Regions from separate parts of the Mus musculus genome. Here all the other regions are linked to region 1. A link is a contact called in public Micro-C and promoter capture Hi-C data. All regions are on one chromosome and are shown on one strand. The core of a region is the stretch at or near the end of the contact, and the rest is flanking DNA. Distances in the headings are between cores, read along the strand shown. Region 1 holds the start of Camk2d (calcium/calmodulin-dependent protein kinase II, delta). Region 2 holds the start of Ndst4 (N-deacetylase/N-sulfotransferase (heparin glucosaminyl) 4). Region 3 holds the start of Neurog2 (neurogenin 2).

Region 1 (3,735 bases), core at 505-3,004:
AAAAAAAAAAAAAACTGTTTATTTCGGTAGGAAACATAATTAACGTGGTTCCAACTAAGTAAATATGGCGATTGTTTTCATTAAAACATAAATCTCGAGCTCACTGGTGTGCTTTAACAGGTTCTGGGGTAAGGTGATTTCTCTCTGCCTGGTTTGGGCTTGGGGGGAGGGGAGAGATTTAAATTAAGCTGCTCTTCCGACATACTCCATGTTTCAACAGCAGATCATCTATAAAGATATCATTTTCATTTGATTTAAAAGTGCTCACACTTCCTTTTATGCAACTGTAAGGAAACCTACAGCACACACACACACACACACACAAATGCATCCCTTCCCTGATAGTGGAAATTAGCGATAGGTTTGGGGTTTGATGCTCGGTAAACCAACACTCCCTCCTGACTGAGTCTCTAGTTGCCCCTGTGCAGATCTTCAGTAGGTACCCTGTCCCTCCTTAACATCTCAAGGAAGTCCTGCCACTTCAGTGGAGGAGGTCGTTTTACACAAGCTAGGCTACCCTGGGGAAACGCTCTCTCGGGCTCTAGGGCTTTCCTCTGCCTGGATAAATAAATCCTCTCAGAGACGATGTACACCTAAATCCTAGAATGATGGTGAGCGACTCATCTTAGTGCAAAGAAGGATAGCGGATACATGGCAGGGACGTGGGTTCTGTTGGGTGGCCCTTTTCCTGAACGGAACAACTACTTGGATGCCGAACCAGACTCTCCACCAAGCCAAGTTGAACTTTCGGCATCGATAAATATGGCACCATCTCAGAGAGCGAGTGTTCTCTCGTTAGCTCATCCGAACCTGGGTCAGATCGCAGATACAGCGCGGGCTGAGCAAGAGACATCTATTTACCAAAAATGTGATAAATGTTGCATTTTACATGCATCTCCTTTCCTCTCCGAACACACATACACACACATTCGCACTCGCGTGCGCGCACACTTCTCAGGATGACAGCTACAACTGCAGAGATCATAAATTCACTAAGTCCCCCGTGGAGAGGTGGAGGACCCGAGAAGATGGGCTGGGAATTCGGAGCACCCGCCACAGTAGGGCAAAGGTTTCCTTCCCTGTGTGCCCCACCCGCACCAAGCCAGGGTCCGTCTCCCCGCCTCGGCCCGCAGGCTCTCTATCCCCACGAGGGAGACGAGGGGTCGTGGGGAGGAGGAGATGCCAGGCAGGGACGCTTACTTTCCGAGCTCCTCAAAGAGCTGATACTCGTCGGTGAACCGGGTGCAGGTGGTGGTCGAAGCCATGGCGGGGTCTGGACAGTGCGACGGGCGACACGCGAACAGACCTGGCTTCCCGGGACTGGCGCCGCCGCGCTGTCACCCGGGGCCGCCCTCACTTTCCGTGTCCGAAAGTAGCTCGCCGGCGAGGGAGTGCGCGCAGGGGCGGGGCGCGCGGGGCGAGGTGGCCAGACCAGCCCGCTCCGCGATCCCTTGTCCTCTCCTCCTCCCGCCGCGGTGGCCGGGCCGAGGGCTCCCGAAGGGGCGGGGGAGAGGTGTCAGGAGGGGTTGCCGCGGTCACCGAGGCCGCACGGAGAGCTCAACGCAGCGCCCGGAGTGGCGGGCGGCAGCGGCCGAGTGAACACCCAGCCGGTCGTTCCAGCGGGCAGAGGAGGCGCTGGTGGCCCGCGCTCCCTCCTCTCCACGGGGCCGCAAGGCTGGGAACCCGCGGGGCGACAGAGTGCGCTCGCTCGGCTCGGGCGAAGCTGGCAGCCGCGGCTCCTCCCCGGCGCCTCCTCCCTCCTCTCCCCGCCCAGCGAAGCCCCCTCCTCGGCGGCCCCACACCTCCCTCTAGCGACTCCAGCCGCGTCCCTTCGGGCTGCTCTCCCGCAGCCGTCTAGGGAGACCGAAGGGAGATGCGCGGAGCAGCAGGGAGCGCGCTTAAGGGGACGGGACTGAGATGTCGCAGTGACCCACGAAGGGCGGAAAGATGAGAGACCACTCGAAGCTCCCACAACCCGGATGCCTCTACCCGGGCGGGATGGCCGCGAGGCCGGGGAAGCCGAGAGAGGGAAGCAACCCTTGCATCTGGGCGCGGTTCGCGTTTACTGCTCCCAGACCCGGGTCCAACGTCCCCCGGCTCGCAGCTACTGCCTGGGGCTGCCAGCCTTGGCCACCTCTGCTGCGCCCGGCTGTCCCTTAGCTAGGGGCAAAGATGGTCAGGGCACCACGTTTCGCTTCAGTTTTTACTGTCACGTCTTCGCCCTTCTCTCCCCTTTTCCCGACTAGGGCGATCCCCATAAGCATTTGCTTGATCATAAACTCTAACATAATGAAACCCAAAAGTGCACCACTCTGCCACACCTTCCTTCCTCTCCAGAGTAACTCCCCTGTAACCTCAGCAAGTTCTGATAGTAAGAAGGCTTCTCGCGAGATGTCCCACGCCAGTGGCGAGGGGGTGGGGCGGTAGGAAGGTTGGCTGTGGGTCACGCGACCCAGAGGGGGCTGACGTCATTAGCGTCACGTGAGCGTGCCTAGCCTGTTTCGCGTTGCCGAGGGAGAAGGGAGAGGGAGGGTGGGAGTTCTTTACCTGCATTCTCAAAGAGCAGGCCAAGTAGGGGCACAGGAGTGTACTCCCTCAGTGGCTATCTGGAAAACCATTTAAGAGTTCAAGAACGTGTGTACAGTTAAGCATATCTGACACTGTTGCTTAAAAATTAGCATGGAGAAAAAAAATTAGCATGTAAGATGGGTTAAGGTGTAAGTGGTGGCTAAGATCATTTCTGAGCCTTCTTTTCACTTCTGAGTCTTTAATAAACGAGGCAATTGCAGATTTAGAGGCCTACGGAAAATAGAGACGCATCATGAACTTTTAAAAAATTTTCTTCAGACTGTTGCTTTTTGTTCTACAGCAGGAAACCATAAAATCCTGCATTTCTATTGCTTATGTGCTCGTGCTTAGAATCACATCGTGCACTTAAAATTTCACAGTGGGAAGATGATAGATAACTTTCAGTTAGGGAGCCTGTACATGCTTTTAGGGCGGCTATAAGTTACTACTTTGCAGGTTCTTTTATTCCCTGTTCTAAAGAATGCTGAGTGGCCTTTGAACTGAAGTACTCAGACGGCCATATAATTTTTAAATGCTTTTTTTTGTTATAGATTTTGCAAATATTACTCATACTTCTAATAGCCCTCTCCCACTCAACACAAGAAAATACTTTTTGAATTTAGTCATCATTCAATGTCTGCATTGTTTTGCCCATGAAAATGTCATTTACTGGCCTGTTTTACTATAATTTTCCCTTCAATTTTACTTACATCATTTGATATTCTGCCCACGCACTAGATTCCTAGTGCTGATTTTTGACGTTGCCAAGCACGTGGGATCAGCACACGTCCCGCTTTGTCTTGTATTGTTCCTACCTGGGGGCCTCTGCTGTTCAGTTGTCATTGTGGGACACCCTTGGAAGCTTATTGAAGTTCCTCTGTGGTTTTTATATAGCTTTGATTCCTTTTTGTTTTTAAAAGCAAATTTTGTTTTTTATGTCCTTAAATTTGAACATTTTTATTTGATTGGAATAGTCTCAGTGTGTCTCTCTTAAATGGCATGGAACTCACTATGCAAACCAGGCTGAGCCTCAAACTGAGAGATCCACCTGCCTCTGCCTCCCCAGCCTGTGACTAAAGGTGTGAAATACCATGCCTGGCTAAATTTGAACATTTTTAATAACAAAACTGAAATGAGCTTGGATCTTAAATCCTGGCAATAAAAGAT
Region 2 (3,735 bases), core at 664-3,163, 1.2 Mb after region 1:
ATTGCCAGAGAATTCTCTATGGAAAAACAGCAAAAATCATAGTATACTCAAATATCTATTTCTGTCCAGAGATAAACATAAATGACACAGTTACTTTTCTTATTAAACATTCTAATGTTTGGGGGAATGCTGGTTCTCACCATGAGATCCTTCTGGTCAGGGGTCTTATGTTCCTGACTTAAACTTTATTGAAACAAACAAAACAAATTATCCATCACTACCTAAGTTTCTGCTTATAGCTAATTGGCCCAATTCCAGTAAAACAAATTAAAATAGTTGTGATCCGGAAAAATAACAACTCATTAAAATCATTTGGAGAAACTCATTGTCTCTTAGTTTTAGTGAAATTAAAGTAATTTTAGTAACTTCTGTCTTCACCAGCTTCTTCTTATTCCAAAATATACAGGATTTTAACTATGAAACTGACAAGAAAGTGGATAACTAAGCCTGAATGACAGAAATGTATTAATATCTTGCTTCAGCTTAACATTGAAAAGTTCTGCCTCCATGTAAATGAAAACTCCTAGAACAGACGCTGTGAAGGCAGGAAAAGGAGCGTCTGACAGAAAGGATAAACTCATTACACTTTCTCAAAGTTAATTGAGGAGCAGAACACAGTCTACCAAAATAAACAACACACTGCTTCTGAAAAAGTATATCAATTTGTAAATTAGGACAAGTTAAAAGGAAATCAATTTTTAATATTTTTAAACTTTGATTTCTTCTGATATAAGTATTAGAAACACTAAGACCACCTTTAAACATCTCGCATTTTCCAATGTGTTTTGTGTAGGGGGCTTTGGAAGTGTGTGTGTGTATATGTGTGTGCGTGTGTGTGTGTGAATACGGCACTGAGGTGTCGGTGTCCTGCTCACAATCTAGGATATGAATATGACATATATTACCCTGAGATGTTTTCATTTCTAATATGAGCTAGGGGATAGCATCTATTTCCTGATAAACAGCATATGCCAGTGTCGTTCAGTTTCAAATGTGTGTGCCAGCTGTTTCTCTCAAAATTCCATCAAAACAGAGAACACCTATAAATCTTATGTCCCAAGGAGAAGAGTTCTCATCTTGGGCAATTTGCATGCCACATTCTAAGTAATACTTCTTAGGAAACATTTAAACACCAGCCACAGTTATGACTGAAGGCTGAGTTTGCAAAATTAGTAGGTCCAGTAGAAACAGGACAAACCTGTTATCCAGGGAGGTGTTTTGGTGCAAATGTCAGAGTAACTGTTTAAAATTAATCTGCTGTTCAGTTCCCTTTTTACAGCAGGGCAATACATTCTATATACAATGCAAATATAACTTCTACATACTGACAGGTATGTATACACACGCCAGAAAGGGAGATTGAATTTGGCTCTAAAAGTATCTGCTTCTACATAAATCTTTCACAAATAAAACTTTAGTGCGTTTAACTTGTTTATGAAGCTAAGCCACACATACCCCGTCATTGTCAATTTCAACAAATTAGGGCAGTAACTTACCTAGAGAAGCATTTCAATTTTTTTTTCTTTTGCTAACTTGAATTTATCCGAAGTTAGAAAATGAGATATCCAGAATTCAGGTTTACTTGGCTCCACGTTAATTAGCGGAGCTTTCAGTTCGTGCCATCTGCCTCAACAGGATTCTGAGAGCACTCCTCAGCTCCGGTGCCGGTGTCTGGACCCTTCCAGCAGTCTTTTTATTTATACACACATTGTCCTTTTCAAAACAAGCAGCCAGCTGGAATGATTCAGACCTCTGTTCAGCACACCGTTAAAATGCAGCTTCCTTCTCGGACACGAGCCTTACCCCAGGGAGCAGACCGGGTACAGCAAAAAGGCTATGAGAACTATTTAATCACCGGAATACCAGCTGCTCCTGTCTGCTTCTGCCACTGCTGCTGTGCCTCTTGCTTAGCTGGAGTCGGTCTTTCCCTCCCTCCCTCCCTCTCTCCCTCCCTCCCTTTTTCTCTCACATCTCCAGAACTATGAAGGCAGCTCTGCCGGGTTATGATTGGCAGAAACAGCCAATTCCTTCAGCTAATCATCCTCAAGACTTTCAAGGACCTGAAGCTGTTGTGATGTCATCCAGGCAGTGGGATGTTACACATGAACACATTCCAGCAGAAGCTAATTCAGCAGCCGGCAGCCTTCCTCTCACACAACACTGATTGATTGATTAGGTGCCCCTTGAGGATTTGGATAATCGTTCACTGGACAGTTTGAATATTTCCTACATAATCCGAGAATAAGATTTCACTTTGCAGCTATGTCACTGTATCAAGTGGGTTAATAAAAGTTCGTGATGGGGCTTTCTGTTGTGAATATGTGCCAGCCAAAGAGTCTAATTTCAAACAGAACAAAAGCCAGCAATGAGCAATAGAAAACTTGGAGAACTGTCTGTGAGCTACCAAATCCTGATACTTATAATAGCATAAACATGTGTTATCAGTAAGGACAGATAAATATGTAAAACTATATAATGTTAATTAACAGAGGTAAAATTTGATTCCTATGGGAAACTACATTTCTATTTCTCAAATTTAAAAATTATATATATATATATTCATATATATATTTAAATATAAATATACAAGAAAAAAAATGAAAACTTGTTTCAAGACAGAATAGAGCTGCAGAATACTCTCTAATCTGGTGTGTGTGTCTTCAGTTATAAGCAATACATGTAATATTCGGACAATTTCAGTAAAATCCCGTGACTAGAGAGGGGGGTGGAAGTAGTGGAGAAGCCATTAAAGCTTGGCTTTATGATGTCTGTATCCAGTATTATTGGTGTTAACGTCTGCATAACATTTGTCTGCAAATTGCCTAAATTCTCATGCACAGTGAGTTGAGAAAAAGTTTATGTTTATAAAATCTTCAAGCAGCATTCAGCAACTTCTTACCCGGATGGCAAAGAAGCATTTGAAGGTCAAGACATGTTGACTTAGTGATGCCCATTACAATTGAGAGAGATAAGCATACTGCAGACGTATCTTTTTATCAATAATATAATATTATGAGGAAAATACCATGCCATGGTTCAGTGTTGATTAAAATGCATTTTAAATGCTAATTGAAAATTTCTATCTTTTATAGTTTTACCTGTCTGGTTATGGTGCTGGGAATTGAACCCAGAGCCCTTCAGTTTCTAGTATAGCCTCTGTTACCATACCAGATCCCACCATAGTTTTGCTTTTTTGTTGTTTTGCTTGTTTGTTTTTTAATTTCATTATTTATTTAGCATTTTAAGTTTTTGGAAAATTGCATAATTGAGGAAGAAACATTATTGCAAATTGTTCAACCCATTACAGTCTTGCTGCGTTCCTATTTCAAAGGCCAACAGAAGCAGTGCTATATACAAACGGTTGAACTTGTTGGAATTAAATGGTAGCTCCATGATTCTCACTGCAAAACTATCAAATAGAACCTTGAAGCAGGATCCACAGCCTTGTCAGGGTTATGGCCATGGACAGTGTAGAATCATAACAAAGGAAATAACATGATCAAGTCCATTATTACTCTAGCACCAGCTTTGATATGAAGATACTTAACCATTTTTTAATTGTGAGGACTTTGACAATGGAAGTGTTACAATGTTAGTCAGTTCTAAGACATACCATGGTATTTATTAAATATTAATTATTGAAACACATCCAAAGACAGGAAATTAAAATTCTGTAGTTGAAAAAGAAAAATACCACTTAGCTGACCATTTCTTTTTGATAAAACATAAAATAAA
Region 3 (3,735 bases), core at 845-3,344, 1.0 Mb before region 1:
TCTAACCTGGCCCTCTAACAAAACAAGTTTTTCCCCCTTATAAATCATAAGAGACAGATGGCAAAATGGAGAAAAAAAGCAAAAAGAAGGGCGGGACAATAGGCATTGTGACGAATCTGGGAAAAAAACAAAGTGCACATCAGAGAGGGAAAGTTTGGTTTGACAGGTGAAATTCCCACAGCCTGCAGACAGCAATGGGAATAGAGCAGATGCCAGCCATTGCAAATGTGTGGATAATATTATTACCAGTAAATTCATTCAGATGCTAAAATACATTTCTTTCGACTGACATTAACATCTCTATGTAGAAACGAAGGTGAAAAGATCACAGGGACCAGTTGCATTCCCTCTGAGAGATTCACACGAACTGCCTGCCCGGAGTTCTCCTCCAGCAGCTCTGAGAGAGGGGAGGAGCGTCAGTCTGCTCTGCACACTCGTTAGTTATGGTACTTTTTCTCAGTGTCTTTTACAGTCTTACGAGGTTCCCCACGCCAGCCCCCACTCCCACACGCCATAGTCCTCTTTGACCATAAATCCTCACATCTTCAATAAACCAGAGCTGGTCTCCACCCCCGAATGCACCAGCCGCCGAGGGGATTGCAAGGGCCACCTCTGCTCTGTGAAGTGGAGTCCGGGGCGTGGAGGGTGAGGGGCGGGAGAAGGATGGGAAGAGGGCCGGGTAGAGGACGAGAGAGGGAGACCCGCAGCTCTAGATACAGTCCCTGGCGAGGGGCAGGTGAGGCGCATAACGATGCTTCTCCGGAGGTGGGGGCTGCCAGTAGTCCACGTCTGACCCGGGGCTAGCGGGCGATAAAGTGCAGCTGTATGGGGACGTGGAGTTGGAGGATGACGCCGGGCTGTTGGTGCAGCTCCAGGAGGAAGGTGGAGAAGGGCTGTCCCCGCTGGCGCCGAGCGCAGCTCCCGGGCTCAGGAGCACCGCCTCCGTGAAGAGCGCCCCCTGGAGGCCACCGGCGCCGGCGCAGTGGTCCGCCAGGCGCAGAGTCTCGGTGAGCGCCCAGATGTAATTGTGGGCGAAGCGCAGCGTCTCGATCTTCGTGAGCTTGGCATCCTCGGGGAAGGTGGGCAGCACCTCGCGCAGCGCGTCCAGCGCGGCGTTTAGGTTGTGCATGCGGTTGCGCTCGCGGTTGTTGGCCTTGAGCCTGCGGGTCTTCTTGATGCGCTGCACCGTCTCCGCCGTCTTGGCACCTCGGGAGACGGCCCGTGAGCGCGACGGGCGACGCTTGCACTCGTGCATCAGGCCCAGCAGCCGCCCTGGCCGGCAACCCCCGGCACCCGACGCCGGACTGCCCTGCACCCCCTGCCCGGCTTCCGCTCCACGCTGCCCACGCGCGGAGCCCGGCCGGCGCAGCTCCTCGTCCTCCTCCTCGTCCGCGCTGGAGGACATCGGGGTCAGGGTCGCCGAGGCCGGGGAAGCCGAGCCCAGCAGCATCAGTACCTCCTCTTCCTCCTTCAACTCCAGAGTCTCAGATTTGACGAACATCCTGAGAAAGAAGAGGCAGATGAAATTTATTCCCAGAATGGACAGGGTAAAGTGTCGCTGGCGCCGCGCCCCGCCCCCCCCCCCTCCATCTCCCTCAATGTGCATTCGCGAAGATGGCGAGGACAGAGCTGGGGAGGAGCGCCCCGGGCTCGAGCCACCTTCTGCCGGTCACAGAAGTCACTGCGTCTAGAGCGATGGAGTTAGCGTGGGCGGCGTGAGCCTGCGTGGGGACACTGCCTGCGAAGTGGAGAGCCGCGGCATGCACACTTACCTACGCGGCTCCAGATGTGTCGCGGCGCAGCTGCTGCTCCGGTGTGTGTCCGGGAATGTCCCCGCAGCCCGGAACCGAGCACGGTGTCCTCCGCGCCGCGGGCTTGGCGCTTCCTAGGCGCACCTCCGCGGGGGGGCCTCTCGGCTGGGCGACTTTGCCAAGAGCCCGGACGACCGCGGCAGCTCGCCCGAGTCTCGTGTGTTGTCGTTCTCGTGCGTGGTTGTCTGTCAGTCAGTCCCTGGCCGTGTGGCTGCTGGCACGCGACTCCAAGGCACTCCAGTTAAAGCCGAGCTGCTTGTGGTTCAGTGGCTGCGTGTCTGGCACACGACTCTCCTTAAAACCCCTTATATACCACCAAGAAAACAATCAGATCTGCCCCGGGGCCCCCTCCTCACCTACCCTTCCCCCGCCCTCTCCTCCTCCGCCTGTCCTGGTCCCCCGCTCTCCCTCCCCAGCTTATTCTTTTCATCGTATTATCATCATTCATTTCTTTCCCTTTCTTTAGTCCCTCTCCCCCTCCCCTGGCCTGGCCATCCATCCTCCTCCTCCATCACCCCCGCCCCTCCGTCCCCCCTTTATCTAATCAGCATAAAATGGTTCTAAAGCTCCTGTTGGCGCTCCAGGCTGCAGCCCAAGCTACCGAAGCCGCGGCGGCGGCAGTGGCTCAAGCTGCGGCTGTTGTCGCCGCCGCTGTCTATTGTGATTGGTGGCTCGCGCTCGGCTGGAGCGTGCCGCTAATTTATTAATGAAAGGAGGTCGCGAGGCGCAGCTGGCCAATCAGTGTTCCCGGGACTCCGGGAGGCCTGCGAGCCACGCGCACCGGAGCCCGCTCCCTTTCAGCAGCTCATTAGGGGCCCGAGTGCTGGGGGCCCATGGCGGGGGGGGGGGGGGGCACCCCGACTACTGCTCCCGCCCGAGTCCTCCATACGCGTCCCGCCCGTCTCAGCCGGGGTCTCACGGGCGGGCGACCGGAGCCTTGAATTAGTGAGAGTCAGAATCCCGGAGAAGGCAGCCTGGTGGTGCTGCCGGCCATGTCTCGGCAAAGCCTCTTTGGGGCCGTATCAACTAGAAAACGGGTTTTAAAACACCTTAGTCTAATTAGGAAAAGGAAGGGGTCACGTACGTGTGCCAGACAGGAGGCACGTTGTGAGAGAGTGTGCCTGAGTTCTAGAGAAACGTGTCTATGACTGTTTGGGAAACATTAGGAGTTCACAGAGACGTCCCCTAGAAGGGGAAATTGGTCGGAGAGCAATTGATGAGCATTAAAAAAAAATAAAATAAAATAAAATAAAATAAACGCACTCACTTGACACACCCATTTTCCCTGAGACACAGTGAGGCTTCACGCCTTGACGTAATTTGGGGGGCTTCTGGTGCGGAAGGGGATGGGTACCAACAACAGGTTAGAGCCAGATGATACTATAAGGTGGCTTCCTGTGTGGGTGGCAAAGGCAGGCGTGCTACTGCTCCTAGGAGCGAGTGGATCACTCTGACACTTGTATGACCTCTGCTCCGCTCTGGGGGGCGTTGTTGAGACATAGGGCCTGTCCTCCCAATTCTGCCTTTTCAATGGGGAGAAAAAAAATAGAAAGGAGCTCTAGCTCCCTGCTGGACTTGAGAGGAAACTTGTTCTGAATTGCTGTCTGTCCCTCCCCTTTACCACTAGACGCAGAACCAGAGTCCCAGAAGTGAGTGAGTCCTGAGTGTCATCTGGGACCGGTCGCGGGGTCCTTTTTTGCGAGGATGAAAGGAGAGTCTTGGGAGGGGCTTTAGCAGTCCACCAGAGCCAGAGAAAGAGATTATCCGCAGGTCTCTGGCTCCTTAGTTCGTTGGGACTGAAAATGAGCTGAATCTCAGAGAAGAGTTCAGCCAGAGCACTGTTCGCATTGGCACGGTTTGCGTGTGTTTAGTTCCCTTAGAGGGCTACGGAGCAGGATTTGGAGAGCGTGGAGCCGAAGAAAAG

The links. Promoter capture Hi-C pulls out the DNA fragments that hold promoters and counts their contacts. A called contact is a pair of places that touch in the nucleus more often than the background predicts.
Region 2: a promoter capture Hi-C map of hippocampal neurons shows a contact between it and region 1, with 2.0 times the contacts expected there. The contact joins the promoter of Ndst4 here to the promoter of Camk2d in region 1.
Region 3: a Micro-C map of embryonic stem cells shows a contact between it and region 1, with 10 times the contacts expected there. The contact joins the promoter of Neurog2 here to the promoter of Camk2d in region 1. A contact is called at or near these places in 2 of 39 promoter capture datasets (embryonic stem cells and pre-B cells), 3 of 484 Hi-C or Micro-C datasets (all in embryonic stem cells), 1 of 115 datasets of contacts at active chromatin or transcription factors (astrocytes) and 1 of 9 other capture datasets (embryonic tail).

What each region holds. Positions count from the first base shown.
Region 1 is chr3:126,594,970-126,598,704 of GRCm38.p6, reverse strand. It overlaps Camk2d (calcium/calmodulin-dependent protein kinase II, delta), which reads right to left and starts at 1,754. Exons shown (of 21, transcript NM_001346635.1): 1 at 1,201-1,754. The coding sequence starts at 1,265.
Region 2 is chr3:125,402,269-125,406,003 of GRCm38.p6, reverse strand. Ndst4 (N-deacetylase/N-sulfotransferase (heparin glucosaminyl) 4) reads right to left here and starts at 1,913. Exons shown (of 14, transcript NM_022565.2): 1 at 1,497-1,913.
Region 3 is chr3:127,631,495-127,635,229 of GRCm38.p6, reverse strand. Neurog2 (neurogenin 2) reads right to left here and starts at 2,094. Exons shown (of 2, transcript NM_009718.3): 1 at 1,773-2,094; 2 at 1-1,502. The coding sequence starts at 1,501. The coding sequence ends at 710.